Linked DNA regions of Mus musculus: region 1 is linked to region 2. Evidence: chromatin contacts called from public Hi-C data. All regions are on one chromosome and are shown on one strand. Each heading gives the region's core, a stretch centred on a gene start, on an enhancer-like site or on the middle of the called end of the contact. The rest is flanking DNA. Distances are from core to core; before and after follow the strand shown.

What was found. Hi-C and Micro-C count contacts between places; a contact is called where the count stands out from the background.
Region 1: a contact with region 2 is called in a Hi-C map of the N1E-115 cell line, with 2.6 times the contacts expected there. The contact joins two enhancer-like sites. A contact is called at or near these places in 3 of 484 Hi-C or Micro-C datasets (the N1E-115 cell line, myocytes and nephron progenitors).

What each region holds. Positions count from the first base shown.
Region 1 is chr2:135,559,875-135,563,971 of GRCm38.p6, reverse strand. No RefSeq gene overlaps it. Among named protein-coding and RNA genes, the nearest start is that of Gm31993, 21 kb to the right of the region's middle. Within about 2 kb of position 1,266, at least 104 of the 459 cell types and tissues checked have an H3K27ac peak or open chromatin away from gene starts, as enhancers often do. A contact at or near this core is called in the N1E-115 cell line, where this site is marked.
Region 2 is chr2:135,359,216-135,363,633 of GRCm38.p6, reverse strand. It overlaps Plcb1 (phospholipase C, beta 1), which reads right to left. Exons shown (of 32, transcript NM_001145830.1): 24 at 3,848-3,980; 25 at 1,197-1,250. Among named protein-coding and RNA genes, the nearest start is that of 4930545L23Rik, 150 kb to the right of the region's middle. Within about 2 kb of position 1,428, at least 2 of the 459 cell types and tissues checked have an H3K27ac peak or open chromatin away from gene starts, as enhancers often do. A contact at or near this core is called in the N1E-115 cell line, where this site is marked.

The DNA of each region.
Region 1 (4,097 bases), core at 17-2,516, 200 kb before region 2:
AGAATAGAGTTTATTTAGGGCATGGGAGGGAAGTTAAGAGGCAGAGAAAGACAGAAAGAGGGAGAGAGTAGAGAAATAGAGGCTGGCCATAAACACATGAAGAGATGGGGAAGTGTATGGGGAAGGGAGGGGAGAAGGGAAGAGCCCAAGTGGGCAAGAGAGAAGCAATAGAGATGCAAGAAATCTAAGAGAGGGAGGAGGGGGCAAGCAGCCCCCTTTATAGTGGGTCGGCCTACCTGGCAGTAGCCAGGTAACTGTGGGGTGAAGTTTAGACAGAATGCTAATAATACTGACTTTTAGCTTAAACTAAAACTAGTTGCTTTAACCTCTAAAATCTTTGAGACAAACTGGTTTTTCAGGGACATGCAGCATATGTCTATCCTGCCTTCCCATGATGCCCACTCTGACTTGGCTAAGCATCCCCCAAGTCATATGTGTTGAAAGGCTTATGCACCAATCTGTGGTGCTGTTGGAAGGTAGTAGAACCTTTAAAAGATTGGACCTAGTAGGTTACTGGGGTGTTCCCTCGAAAAGACATTGGGACCCCATGTTCTTAGGCCTCTTTGCTCCCTGGCAATGATTAGGTGAACAGCTCATTCCGTAACATTCCCCACTCCGGACTTTGTTTTATCTTGTCAAGCTTTCAAAAGCCACAAGGTCGGTTGACCACAGGATGAAAACTCCAAAACACTGAGCAAAAGTAAATGTTTCCGTACTTAAAGGTAATTGTCTTGGGTATTTTGTTATAGCAATGGGATGCTGGTTCTCACGAGTCCCATCTTCTAACATTCTCCACACATACTACAGCAAACGCCAAGTAAGTGACTTAATCAGTTAATAATTTAATAGGGAAATGACTGGAAATTGCAGACTCCAATTAGTAGGGGAAACACGGGGATTCATGAATTTGATTAGAATAGGAAACCTTTCTTTGAATTTTTAATACTAGATATTGATTACGAAACAGAACAAACTTTTATGTACTGGGCTGTCCAAAACCAGGAGAGATTTAGATTAGTACTATTTTTTTCTTCTCTGAAGTCAGTAACATCCTGTTTGGTTCCCTACAGGCAGAACCCTGAGGTAAGTATTTGAGAATGCTTGTCTTATTGTGTGTGTGTGTGTGTGTGTGTGTGTGTGTGTGTGTGTGTGTGTGTCTTTAGAGAAAGCAGAAGGAGGCTGTGAGCTGGGCAAGACTACGGCTTTGGTAATGTCTGGCTGAGGCTTGAATCGAAGAGCACACTGGAGCATGACTCATCCCACTGAGTTGCATCACTTGAGGTTGAGCCAAGGCTGTGTCTTCACACAGGCCTGTCACTGACTCTGAGCTGCTTGCAGAAGAGTCAGTGAATTTAGGCAAGGCAATTCCCGACCATGGGAGCAGCAGTCTAGCCAGAAATCCCCACAGCAAGCTGGCAAGGAAAACTTGTGAGAGTAGGGATGGGGGTGGGTACTGCTAATACCAGTGTCCACCCCAACTTCCACATGGTATGAAACATTGACATTCTTGTTCCGCAGCATCGCGATTCAGAGGGTCTGGCTTCTTTGCTGTAACGCTTGTGTATACAATTCATATCACTCACTGTATAGTGACTGAGCAATGTTCAACAAAACGTGTGCTTAGCTGATTTTGTCATTGTGTAAGCATCACAGAGTATACTTATACAAACTAACGTGGCTGTACCGACACTGGTCACAGTAACCTCACTGGCTCACAGCAGCACCAGCAGCTGGTCATTGAGACATCATTGTATATGACATGGTAACATAGTAGCATTATATTCCTCCTTACACTGTTGGTAAGGAGGTAGATAGCTCCTAGCTTTGGCTTTAAAAAGTTTCAAAGAAGCTTTGGGATTCTCATCCAAGCCTCCCTAACTTGTCATGGCATTCAGTGGACATTCCTAAAGTGGCTCCCTTCCTTCCCATGTTGGATTTCCATCATGTTCCTGTTCTGGACACACCCGTGAGGCGAGGGTGCTTTTTCCTGAACACCAAGTACTAAGGAAATAACGACGATGCAGCCCCGGTCTTATCGCTCCTGTTGATTAGTTGATTACTTAAGCAGAGGCCAGATGCTGAAGCTGCCCTGGCAGACATCCACAGTGAAGAGGGGGCACACCAAGTGCTCCCAGTGAACCACTGCCATTACCAGGCAGGGAAACATCCTTAAGTGTCAAGTGGCTTTCAGACGTGCAGATTATGACTCTTTTGTAATCACCTTAGATGACTTGGTGCTGGGAAGGTGGCCTGCTTTCAGGCTGCACAAAACCTGGAAATGGCTTTTACCACCATGCAGATTAAGCAGGATGCTTAAGTCAGAATCAACAGGAGGCAGCATGTTGCTTTTTTTTTCTTTTTAAGAAAACCCTTTCTTCTTTTTGACTCAATTTTCCTCTCATCTGTTTTCTGCTCTCACCAGGCTAGGGTTGCAGAATGGTTTTTCACATTGTGTAAGCAGAAGACAAAATCCTCTAAGCACCCTTGTGGTTCTGAAACAAAGCCTGAGAACTCACAGTACAGGACTCTGAATGTAACAATTTTATTTTACCATCTAGATAGGCGCCCACTGTATGTCTGATCACTATGTCTATCACATGTGAAGAATAGAATTTAAAAGAAAAAATTACCGTCCATTCCACATCCTCTGCAGTGTTGACAAGAGATGACAGAGTTCTTGGAAAGTTTTTGATTTGTGTACAGACAAACAGGGATCCCAAGTTCTTGCTCTGAGAGCAAATTATTGGTATGATTGAGTTGTCAAGTTGTTCCTGAATGAAAAAAAAAAAAAGAAAGAAAGAAATCAAAAGGAAGACATGACAGCTCCTAGGTATGGTGGGGCAGGAGGTTTGATGTAGATACAAGAAAGAACATAGCCAGAGGCATCTGGGAGTGTCCAAAGTGAACAGAACCTGACTGAGCTGGTTTATATGAGGAGAGAGGGGGAGGGAGAGCAAGAGAGATAACCAAGGTGGAAAGGCAAGGCTATGAGGTTGGCCAAGAGATAAAGCAGCCTAGCATGCAAAAAGTTCTGGTTCCACCTCCATCATCATATGTACTGGCCAGGATAGCAAACGCTGCCTTAGAAGTAGAGACAGGAAGAAGTTTGAAAGACATTCTTGGCTACATAGTAGATTTTAGTCCAGCCTGAAATTTGCTGTACCTTGTCTAGGAGACAGAGATGGGGGGCAGGGGGGAAGGAGAGACACAGACAAAGAGAGAGACAGAGAGACAGAGACAGAGAGAGACAAATGAATGACAGACAGAGAACACACGGAAGGCGATACACAGTTCATCAGTTCACTTTAACCCAGTGTTTTGGAAAAAAAAATCACCTCACTATGTCCTCCGGCATGAGGAAATACCACTTTCCCAAGTGTCCTCAGGGAAGCCCCTTTGTCCCTTATTTCCTGAAGGAAACAGTGTGTCTGAGAGGGTTTCCTTCTCCTTCTTTCAGAACAGTGATGAGAGTAGCCTCAGGAGCCCTCACACACAGTTGTTGGGGTGTGGCCAGACAAAGACTATGTTTCTCAGTACACTGTTGTCAGGTTTCATTATAAGTGCCTTCTACAGAGGTTGCATCAGCATCTGGGGGGCTTGTTGTGGATTTTAAGGAGAAAGGAAGAGTTAAGTGGAGGAGGCTATAAATAGGTCAGAGGGGTCTATTCTTGCAGCCCACCGGCCTCCTTGGCTACTCCTTAACTCAGAGCTCCTTCCCCTCAGGCAGGCTGACCCTGTCTGCATTTCAATTCAGCCTCCAACCCTGTTGCTGTCTGGCTTACTTTCAGCCTCTTGGAACCCGCTGTGCTTGACTCAGACTCGATACAATCTAGATGCTCTTTTCATGAAACAACCGCACAGGAAACGTGCTGTGGATGTGACTCAGCAGTATAGCCTGGGCTAACCTAGCCTTTATTTTCTTCTCTCCCAACTTCCTTCATCAAGTCCATTTTCTTTTTACCCATGGGATTCAGGAAAATGGCAGCATGGCTCTTAGCATTTCTCTCATCCAGACAGGCTCCCGTGCCCACTTAGCCACCACGTAGCTGTCCACTCCAGGGCTCACTGTGTTGATTTGTATCAGAGATTAGCTCTCC
Region 2 (4,418 bases), core at 179-2,678:
TAAGCATTTGTAAAATGAGTTCTCACTTCTGAAGTCAAGATCCCACACTAGCTTCTCTATTGCTTTCTCTAGAATTACAAGAATGGGGTTTTGGGGAGCCTTTCAATGTATGGTGTCTCAACTTCAATGAATTATCATTTATTTGGACCCAGCTAAGTCAGAGTTCACATGTTTCCATTTCTTGATTTGAACTTTCTGTTTTAGGAACAACACCACAAAAGATACCATAAATATTTGGAACTGTCAAGAGGTTCAGAAATAATATATATCAGAAACCATAGCAAACCTGGATAGAAACGGGCTGTGCATAAACAGGGAAGCTGGAATGGTAATTTCTGTTGCTAAACACCAAGGCCTTTAAACAGTGCTTCCTTCTCTTACTGTGTGTCTGTCCTGACAACTACTTTTTCTTCTTATTGAAGGAAGAAGTTGTGGAGAGAACTAGATACATTTATTTAACAGTTTCCCTCAGGTTCAAACTGACTTCAGACAGTTGCGTAATAATGGCTGCATTAAGAATTTATAATCCTGAGAAACTTCTGCATTTTCTGGTAGCCGATTCCACCTCATGAGAACCTAGAACATGAGCCACAAACAGTCTAGAAACAGAACTCCCCGTGCTCCAACCCTCTAAGAAAAAGACAGTCTAACCTGTCTTTGAAAAAGCCTCCGGGTAAAAGACTATCCCTTGGGAATATCCCCAAATGTAAAAAGTAATGCTCATCTGCATAAAGACACATATCACTAATGGGTGAACTGTTCAGAGATAGCCACAGATAGGGTGCGGTGCAGACCCTGTGTGTATACACTTGCAGATTTTTAGATAACATTTCAGTATCTTGTTTTCTTCATCAGCATTGTATTGCTTCCCATGGAAGCCCTTTAAAAACGTGCTTTGTTGCCTTGTAAGTTCTTCATAATTTCTAGGAATGATTTATGTATTTTTGGTGAAATATAGCTGTGTGGATAAAGTTTACATATCCCCAATCTGCAGCCCTGCACATTCTTGCAAAGCTGACACGTTTCAGTCATGGTAAACACCAGGGAAAAGGCAGAGGACTGCCAGGAGCCGTGACATCTTCTGGAAACTGTCCCTGACTAGGTGTAATCCAAGGCCGGGTTTCTTCTCCCCTCTGTACACTTACTGTGCAATGTTCATGTGGCAAATTCCATGAGGAAAAATGGTTTATGCTCACCTGTTAACACGCTCTGGATCAGATCTTCTGTTTTGGCAGGTGCCTTCACAGACCCTGCAACCAAAAAGATCAAAGAGATGGCCTTCTTTATCTTCCAAATTTCTATCTCATTTTCCAAGCATGTTTGTGGATGGAGGTGCAGCCCCGGGGTAGAAGAGCACTTGGCCATCTGGGTTTCATCTCCAGGACTGGGGGGGTCCTGCCCCTGTGCCCCCAAATTCTAAGTCTCTTTAGAGAGATGGCTAAAAAGTTGTAGAAAGTTGTTTACAACATAATTACAGTAAAACCTCTTTAGTTTGTAACTTGGATTCAATGCTATGCTGATGAGTAACTACGGGCATTCTCCATAGATAGGGAGACATCCCTCTACTTGAACCAAAACAAGAAATTCAATCTCAGCAATACTACTGCCACCTTCTGGCAAGATCAGGAATGACATGATTAAAGAGTGAATGCTGACCAAAGACCAATCAACTTCATGATCACTGTGCCAAGTGTGAGGTGTAACAGGTATTACACACCCTCAAAATGCTTCTACACAGAGGAGTGGGAAGCAAAACTTTCAGAGGGAAGCCATTTTGACCTAGGGTTGGGACATGGCAACATTACCTGTCCCCACCAAGATGCATTAAGAAGGGCACAGCATCAAAACAGAAGCCCAGATTAATGACAAGAAAACATTGAGGCAGCTCAAAGGAAGCAAGGGACATTTTGAAAAATAATAAAATATCAGGGGTATGAGAAACAAGAGAGAGTTGGGAGCTGTTACAGAAGGAAGGTGATCGTGGAGACATGATGAGCAAGTGCTCTCACTGTGGGACCCTGGGTGCAAATCTAGGACAATCAATAGACCCTGGTGCAAGGCAGGCCAAGCTTACAGAAGACTAACTTGTTTTGAAAGCTTACTGTGTTCTTGCTGACTTTAGCGGGAAAGGAGAGTTTGCATCACAGAGTCTGTAATATTTTTAACTGTTTCCTGTAAGCCAAATTATTTTTTGAGTATCACTTAAAAATCAAGATGTTAAAATGGCAAATTCTCTTTTATTCCCAGAAGCAATAAGCTCAGTTCAGAAGCCCTGAAAGTGTTTGCATGTGGTAGATAATAATCATTTGGAAATGCCGTGTCCTGTTATGGTTCACTCTCTCCTATTATTGATTTCATAGGAGTAGAGGATCAGTGAATGCATGGTTGATACAAATGAAGAAGGATTTGTATTTATAAAACATATTCTCTGAAAAAGCAGCCTTGCCCATCAGTGAGAAGATCTGTATTTCACCAATTCCATGTTCCACTATGACAGAGAAGAAAACGGGCACAGAGTCACACTCTCATGTTTTATGTTATCCCCCTCCTGTTTTATTAACTGACTCAACTAGATGGCTCAAATGCATGCCACTTCTTGGAAGTGAGTGATTACAGAGGATGCATGAAGCTCAACTTGCTCTCAGGATGGCTTCTGTCTGTTAAGAGAAACACAAAAACACACACACACACACACACACACACACACACACACACCATTACTACCACCATCACCACACCACTCACACATACACATATATACACACCACACATTACACATACAAGCACACACACACACATATACACACACATACATACATACAAACACACATATATATCACACACACACCACCACCACAGCACTCACACATACATATATACATACATACAAACATAGACACATACATATCATACACACACATCATCATCACTACCACCACACCCCTCACACATGCACATACATATACACAAATGCCACCCCACATATATATGTGCATACACACACACATATATATATATATATACACACACATACATACACACACACATACATAACAGACATACACACCATCACCATCACAGTACTCATACACACATACACATACATATATACACATACAAACACACAGACACATACATATCATACACAGAGAGACAAACACTACCACATACACACACACACACACACACACACACACACACACACACACACACACACACCATACATACACTCAATTAAGGAGAGTGAGTTGAAATGCTAACATGAGAGGCATTGAAATGATTTGGGTGAAGAACGGAAGCTAAAAGCAAGCACTTTAGTAGTACCATACGCCCTCTGACCTGGCTTCCCTTCTCTGGCATTGTGTCCTTCAGGAAGTGCTTCATCATCTCCCAAATGAAACTATAGAATGCACCCTGCTGAGGACTGGGATGATGAGATGACCTAACTCAAATGCACACTCTAGCAGACAGCCTAGCATAAGAGGACATTTAAGGTTACTGGAAAATCAGGTGGTGGCAGAGCCTTGAAGTGGAAGCAAGAAAGTGCTTCTAAGGCATACTGGTAAGTTGTTTGTAGAACTCTTCACAAACTCAAACTCTATTAGTGGATGGATCATAATTCACCCCCAAATAACAACCAATGACACAGGTGGGTTTTAGGTTCTCAGCAGAGCCAGGTGAGTATCTGTGAGGCTTGGTAACAGTCAACCATGTGTCCATCCTGCCACCTGCCCACCCATATCACTTATAGTCTGCTTATATCCCTCAGCCATAGCTTCTGGGCCCGCAGAAGTGCCCAGAAGCTGAAGGTTGGAGAGCTAGCAAATGGCACTGTCCCGCTGTTTACCTGGAGCAGGCTGGCTGTGTGGAGCCTGGGAAGGCGGCTTGGGTGCAAGGGATGCGGTGTGATTCACCCCATTCTCTGCTGGCGTTGTCCTGGTTTCGCTTGGAGCCTCGGAAGATGTTTCTCCAGGGTCAGCCTAAGATCATAAACATCTTTTTAACTTTCTGCTTCATACTGCTTTTATTTTCTTCCTGTAACAGTAAGGCTACACATTATGGCATTTTCAAAATTCCTCTGGAGTCTGAAATACCAAATTTGAAACTGTCAAGAAAGCAAGATTAACTCAGCATAGTGTGAAATCAAGAAGTGTCAGGTTAATTGCACAATGTGCTCTGTTTCCACTCCAACTTTCTCATGCTCCTGAATAAAGCCTTCCCACACTGCCTCTGGATCTCCCTAGATGCTTCCATCAAATGAGAGAACAGCAACGTTTAATGCAAACAAAGGACCATAGAGAGTCTGTCCAGCCTTTACAGATTTCTGCTATAGTGGTAGACAAGGAGAGGCTCTGTGGAAGGACTGCTAAGCCCGATGTCCTGGGATAGACACCCCTAGCTGAATACACATGTGAGTG